Linked DNA regions of Sus scrofa: region 1 is linked to region 2. A link is a contact called in public HiChIP or PLAC-seq data. All regions are on one chromosome and are shown on one strand. The core of a region is the stretch at or near the end of the contact, and the rest is flanking DNA. Distances in the headings are between cores, read along the strand shown.

What was found. HiChIP or PLAC-seq counts read pairs in DNA pulled down with a chosen protein or histone mark.
Region 1: an H3K27ac HiChIP or PLAC-seq map of alveolar macrophages shows a contact between it and region 2, with 4 times the contacts expected there. The contact joins two enhancer-like sites. A contact is called at or near these places in 4 of 47 Hi-C or Micro-C datasets (alveolar macrophages, blood, embryonic fibroblasts and 1 more) and 1 of 2 datasets of contacts at active chromatin or transcription factors (alveolar macrophages).

Annotation. Positions count from the first base shown.
Region 1 is chr14:61,421,694-61,424,610 of Sscrofa11.1, reverse strand. No RefSeq gene overlaps it. Among named protein-coding and RNA genes, the nearest start is that of CSGALNACT2, 51 kb to the right of the region's middle. Within about 2 kb of position 1,555, at least 6 of the 83 cell types and tissues checked have an H3K27ac peak or open chromatin away from gene starts, as enhancers often do. A contact at or near this core is called in alveolar macrophages, where this site is marked.
Region 2 is chr14:61,334,762-61,337,650 of Sscrofa11.1, reverse strand. RET (proto-oncogene tyrosine-protein kinase receptor Ret) reads right to left here. Exons shown (of 22, transcript XM_021072832.1): 5 at 1,571-1,812; 6 at 204-399. Among named protein-coding and RNA genes, the nearest start is that of RET, 30 kb to the right of the region's middle. Within about 2 kb of position 1,525, at least 11 of the 83 cell types and tissues checked have an H3K27ac peak or open chromatin away from gene starts, as enhancers often do. A contact at or near this core is called in alveolar macrophages, where this site is marked.

The sequences.
Region 1 (2,917 bases), core at 306-2,805, 87 kb before region 2:
CTATCCTGCTTTCCTCAAAGGTCCGTGTTCAGAGAGATGTCACGAGCAGCTTGAGTTACATGGTCATGTAAGTTCAGGACACCTACCTTAGATGATTGCCAAGGTTCCTTTCCTGCAGGACTCATCACAACCCTCAGGGTCTCCTGGGGCTGGGGATGTTGGGGCTCCCCGCTGACATCTTGCTGCAGGGAGGCATGCAGAACGCAGTTCTTTTTGTTCCAACAGGTCACACTTGAAAAGCTACAGAGAAGGGATTTATTGAGGGGGTACACAGGAGCTTGTGCAAGTGAAGGAGAGGAACCAAGACACTGCTCTTCTCTGGTCCATCCCACCAGAGAAGAGCAGTGTCTTGTCCTGTCCTCAGTGCCCAGGCTGATGAGGTCTGCTCACCAGACCTGACTGTGCTCCTTCGCAGCCAATTCAGCCCATTAGAACAGCGCTGCCCAGCAGAAAGCTTTCTGCACTGAGGGGGTATTCTGTACCTGCACCATCCAGCATAGTGGCTGATGGTCACACAGAGGGACTGAGTGCTGATAGTACTACCGAGGAACAGAATTTCTAATCTTGTTTACATATTTTTTTTTTTAATAGCTACACCTGTGGCATATGGCAGTTCCCAGGCCAGGGGTCGAAATGGAGCTGCAGCTGAAGCCTATGCCACAGCCATGGCAACACCAGATCCAAGCCACATCTGCAACCTATGCCACAGCTTGTGGAAAGGTCAGATACTTAACCCACTGGGCGAAGCCAGGGATCGAACCTACATTCTCACAGAGACAATGTCAGGTCCTTAATCCACTGAGCCACAATGGCAACTCCTTATTTACGTTTAAATAGCTAATGGCCACCATGCTGGATACAAGGCTAGGCCTGGGGGCCTCATCATCTGTTGCCCCTCCATGTACCTTGTGGAGTCCCTTGAAGATGCATAAGTGAGTTTTGGGTAAAGGACAACACTTTTTAGGTTTTTCCATTCAATGGCACCCTTGATTTCTTGGTAAAGTTACTTTTGGAAGTTTCTACCTACCTCTGCTTAGTCTGTGTCTTAGATGCAGAGCCTGAGCTGGGAGCAAGAGGTAAGCTGGCCTGGCTAGCCCCGGCACTGTCCTTCACCCGGGGGCAGGCTCTCCAGGCAGTGTCCTCAAGGTGTGGGTCCCAGCCTGGCAGCCGTAGCCACACTGGAAACTTGTCTGAGATGTTTCTGGGCCCCCACTGTAGACCTGCTGAACGGTAAGTGCGGGGGTGGGGATCCCAGGCAAGTGTGAGCAGGGATCCCAGGAGGTCCAGTTCTGCAGGAGTTGGCTCCGGCCTCCCTCATAGCCCAGGTCTCCAAGGGGCACGTTACCACTCAGGCACTAGGCTTACACTCGTGCACGTTCACCTCCTCCAGTATATTCTCACATGCAATCTCTGAGAGTATCTCTGAAGAGCATCACGTCTTCCTGGTGAGTGGCGCTTGTGCTCCTCCGGAACCTGCCCCACCTTCCACATCACAGGGCTGGAGTCTTCGCTGTTTCTGTGTAGGAGCCTCTTGAGTAGCTGTGTGGCCAGTGACCAGCAGAGGGCGCAGTTCCTATCTGTGCAATGACTGAGGGCTCCCTTTCACTTCCCATCCACCTTTCAGGAACAAGTCTATGTTACAGCATCAGATATGACAGGAAGCTAAGCTAAGGATCTCTACCAAGGCCATAGCCACTTCTATGACAAGACTTGGTTTTTTGGTGAAGTATACACCTACCACACTCACACATTTGTAAAATGTGTTATGTTCTTTGGGAAGGCAAGACAGGACTTAAGTGTAAAAGCAAGGAATGAAGAGCTCAACTTATAGAGTCCTCATTTCCAGTTCCCAGCTGGGTACCCTTAGACAAGGTCTCTACATTTTTCAGCTTCCATTTCCCCAGGATTAAAATGGAATTACAGTACTCTAGACCTCATGAGGCTATTGTAATGTTTGTTGTATATGGCAGAAAGTGCGATGCTTGGCTCACTAGAAGCGGTCAGTGTGAGCTGTGTACCAGCAGTGGTGCCCCTGATAAAATGGACCACTTCTGCCACAGAGAGAAATCCTTCAGGAAAAGTGAAACAAAGGATTATAAACACCCTTCTCAAAGGAATAACGGAAGCCTTGGTCAATACAAATATATTCCAGCATTACCAAAGAATCACTTAAGTATCAAATTTAACCAACTATAAACATAAGAAAAATATGAAAACATAGGGAAAAACATGAAAAGATTCAAAGCTGGGATTTAAAACTACTTTCTAAATGAAATACTACTGGTAACTTTAGCCCATGCCAACATAATGTCTATCTCAAAGAGGATGTCATGATACTGTGAGGGAGGTAAGGGGCTGCCAACCCCCCCACAAGTATCTACCTCCGCATACCTAGGACTCTCAGGTATGGAGCTTCAGCAACAATGTTAAGGGAACAATGCTGTCAAGACTATGAGAAATTTAAGCACCTCTTCATCTCTGGCAGCATGAAAGACTAACTGCTTTCCTGTTGAAACCAATGGAGTCCCTTATGCAAAATTTTAACCTCCAAGTCAAGGGGGATAGTCCAGAGCCTGCTTGCTCGAGAAGGGTCAGGTAGGAGACTCTAGCTGACATCCCAAAAAACCACCCCTCCCTGTGATGGTGAATTTGAAATAAAATGCTCCTACTCCAACCCCATCAAGGAGGTTAAGAAAAATTGTCTGTTTTGAACCTCAGCACTGAATGGAGATGGGGAAATTTTACCCCAGATGATTTATAACCACAAGTCAGTAAGTGTCACAAAGTTTTACAGCACAAATCACACTGGTCAAAAAATACTTTTTTTTTTTTGCCCATGCCTGTGGCACGCTGAAGTTCCCAGGCCAGTAGCCAAACTGGAGCCATAGCCATGACCCAAGCAGTTCAGTGACAACTC
Region 2 (2,889 bases), core at 276-2,775:
GCAGGGGTGGGGGTGGAAGGGGAAGCTGTCTGGGGCCCAGGGGGCCAGGACAGGTGTGTGTGTGTGTGTGTGTGTGTGTGTGTGTGTGTGTGTGTGTGTGTGGTGTGCGTGTGCGCGCGCGCGCGCGCAGGGTGCTGCCCTGCCCAAGAGTGGGCTGCCGGTTAACCCTAGGGGGCCCATCCAGGCCACGCCTGGCCTCTTACTGTAGTCATGTATGGTGGCCCGCACAAAGCTGCCGTTGACCTGGGCCAAGGTCTCGTTGGGCAAGTGCTCTACTCGGAAGGTCTGGAGGGCCCAGGTGTCCCTGGAGAGCAGTGTGTTCGTGTACCGGCGCAGGAGCTCCCCAGATGCTGGCACCACATCTGCATCGAAGACACGCAGCGTGGCCACCACAGTGCCCTGCAGAGATGAGGGAGTGCCAGTTAGAGTCCCTAAAGCCAGAGACCATGGAGGGAGGGAGCAGGTGCCCCACAGGTGGACCAAGTGTGCAGTCAGAGCTGGCTCTAGGGACAGACTCACTTGGGTTCACCCTTCCTGGGCCACTGCACCTCACCTGTGCAGAAGATGTGCTAGGCATCTACAGATCTTCCGGAAGAATGGATTAGAGCAGATGCCCTGGTGCTCCACTCAAGATCTCATCCAGGTCCCCAGAGAACACAGCGGGCACCCCCACTCTCCCCTGAGGACACCAGGCACCACAGGGTGGGCGAGTTAGCTCAGAGTCACACAGTGATAGTATCAGAGCTGGGGTACAAGCCCAGGTGTCCAAGCATCTTCTGTACACCAGGCTGGAGGAGATCATGAGGAAGGTTCTGAGCAAAGTCAAAGGCATCTCTGCTCTCACTGCTAACCAAGGCTCCCCAATGTCACCACAAGGCGGTCCTGCCAGGTTTGTGAGACATTTCCTTAAAATGGGTTTGCCTACCACCCACCTGCCAAACCTGCCCTGAGGTGCGGAGAGAAGCAGGCAATGACGACATAGGTCCCCATTCTCCCCTCACTCCACCGGCCTGCCGGCTGCAGGATGGGCCGAGGCCCAGTAGGTGGCAGTCATGCTCCACCTCAGTGAACCAGAGAAGGGCTGGGCCGGGCTGGGCCAGGCAGGGAGATCGCGGTGGGATCCACCATTCAGGCTTTCTTCACTGCCTGGGAACCACCTCCTGACCCCAAAAGTCAAACCCTTGAGCGGCTGACAACCCGGGGAAGGCGGTGCCCTCCTGGCAAATGTCCCCTTCCCCTCCTCCGGGCAGCGCGCCCCGCCCGCGCAGGGGCACATGTGCGCCCCTCAGATGTGAGTCCGGCACAGGCTGGGAACCCAGCCGCCCTACCCTGCAACCCCCTCCCCCCAAGCAGGGTCAGCTGGGTGCTGGCGGGCCTAGTCTCCTTTTTTCTCCTCAGCTATCCCAGAGGGCAACAGAAAATCCCACAGACTGAAAGACAAACGAATGACAAGTAACTACATGGCTGGTCAGCCACATGTCTGGCTAGGAGTCAATGGCGGAGGGAGGAACTTAGACACGAAGAGAGAGAACCGACACCGGACAAGCACCCGGGGGCGGGGAACAGGCACCTCCTTCCGCTTGAACTCCACCACTGCGCTGGCAGTGTCGATGCCCCCGAGGAAGGTGGGCGCACAGTCGTCCTCGTCGTACACCGTCACGGGGAAGGGCACCATCACCTCCTCCTCGCGTGCGCCCACACGCACAGTGCACGCGGCCACCAGCTCATACTTCTCCCGCTGCTCACGGTCCAGGGCCCAGCGCGTGCTCACCTCCAGGCTGTCGGCGGCGCAGCGGAAGGGCTGACTCTCACCTGAGCACCAAACACACCAGAAACCCCGGGAATGACTCCCGGGTTGGGGAAAGGCTGAGCTGCCTCCCCCTGGTGCCTACTGGGAGAGGCGCACGGGAATGGGCTCTGCGAACAGAGCTGGGCGGCAGCAGCCCCCTGTTGTTTATGGTTGCACTACCCCCTCCACCGCCCTGACGCTCCTCCTCAGCTCCACCGTGGGGCATAGCGCTCCAAGCACAATTAGCAGTGAATTGTGCCCTAAGCTTCCACGGTGGTTGCAGCGTCACTGGTGCTCATGGAGAAGGGTGGGGACCAGGAAGCCTGCATCAGGTCCTCATCCTGACTACCCTGGGAGGGCTGGGCACACCCCTCTACCCACCTTGCCTCTGCTATGGGAAGGGCTGGCACCAGCTCAGCTGGACTGCAGGCCCAGATTGTCAGCTCCCACCATTTGCTGGTTTTTGAAAAAAAGTTAGGAATTTTTTTTTCTTTTTTTTTAATTATGGAAGCAATGTGTGCTCATTTTAGATAATGGGAAGAATAAAGCCACAATTTCACCACTGGAAGACAAACACAGTGGACATTCAGGGTCTGTTTACATTGCCATACAAGTATTTCTGACTGCCTGGTTTGAATTGCTACCCTATCCACACTCTGACTGCGTGGCCTGAGTTTGGTCGTTCTGTCTCTCTGTGCCTCAGCACCCCACAGCCAACCATGCGGGGGAGGGGGGGGGTCACAACAGAGCCATACATTACATGTGAATTACACATGTGGGAAATGCTTATCATATAATGCTTCCCTCTATTGTTTATGGTTACACTCCCCCCACGCCCTGCCGGCCCTGCCGCTCAACAAAATCAAAATTTAATCATGGGCTGTTTTAGCAAAAAGGGGCAGCATGCTAAACCATATGCTTTGCTGGCAATCTTGTACAAAGACACCACTCCCTGTGCAGGGCAAATGGAAGGATGCTGGGGGAGTGTGAGTGACCCTTTACTTACTTTATTGAGATTTTCTTTAACATTATTACCGTGTGTGTGCCCTCAGCCTGGTGTGAATCCAGGTTCTACTTACTAGTGGTCCAGCTACTGAGTG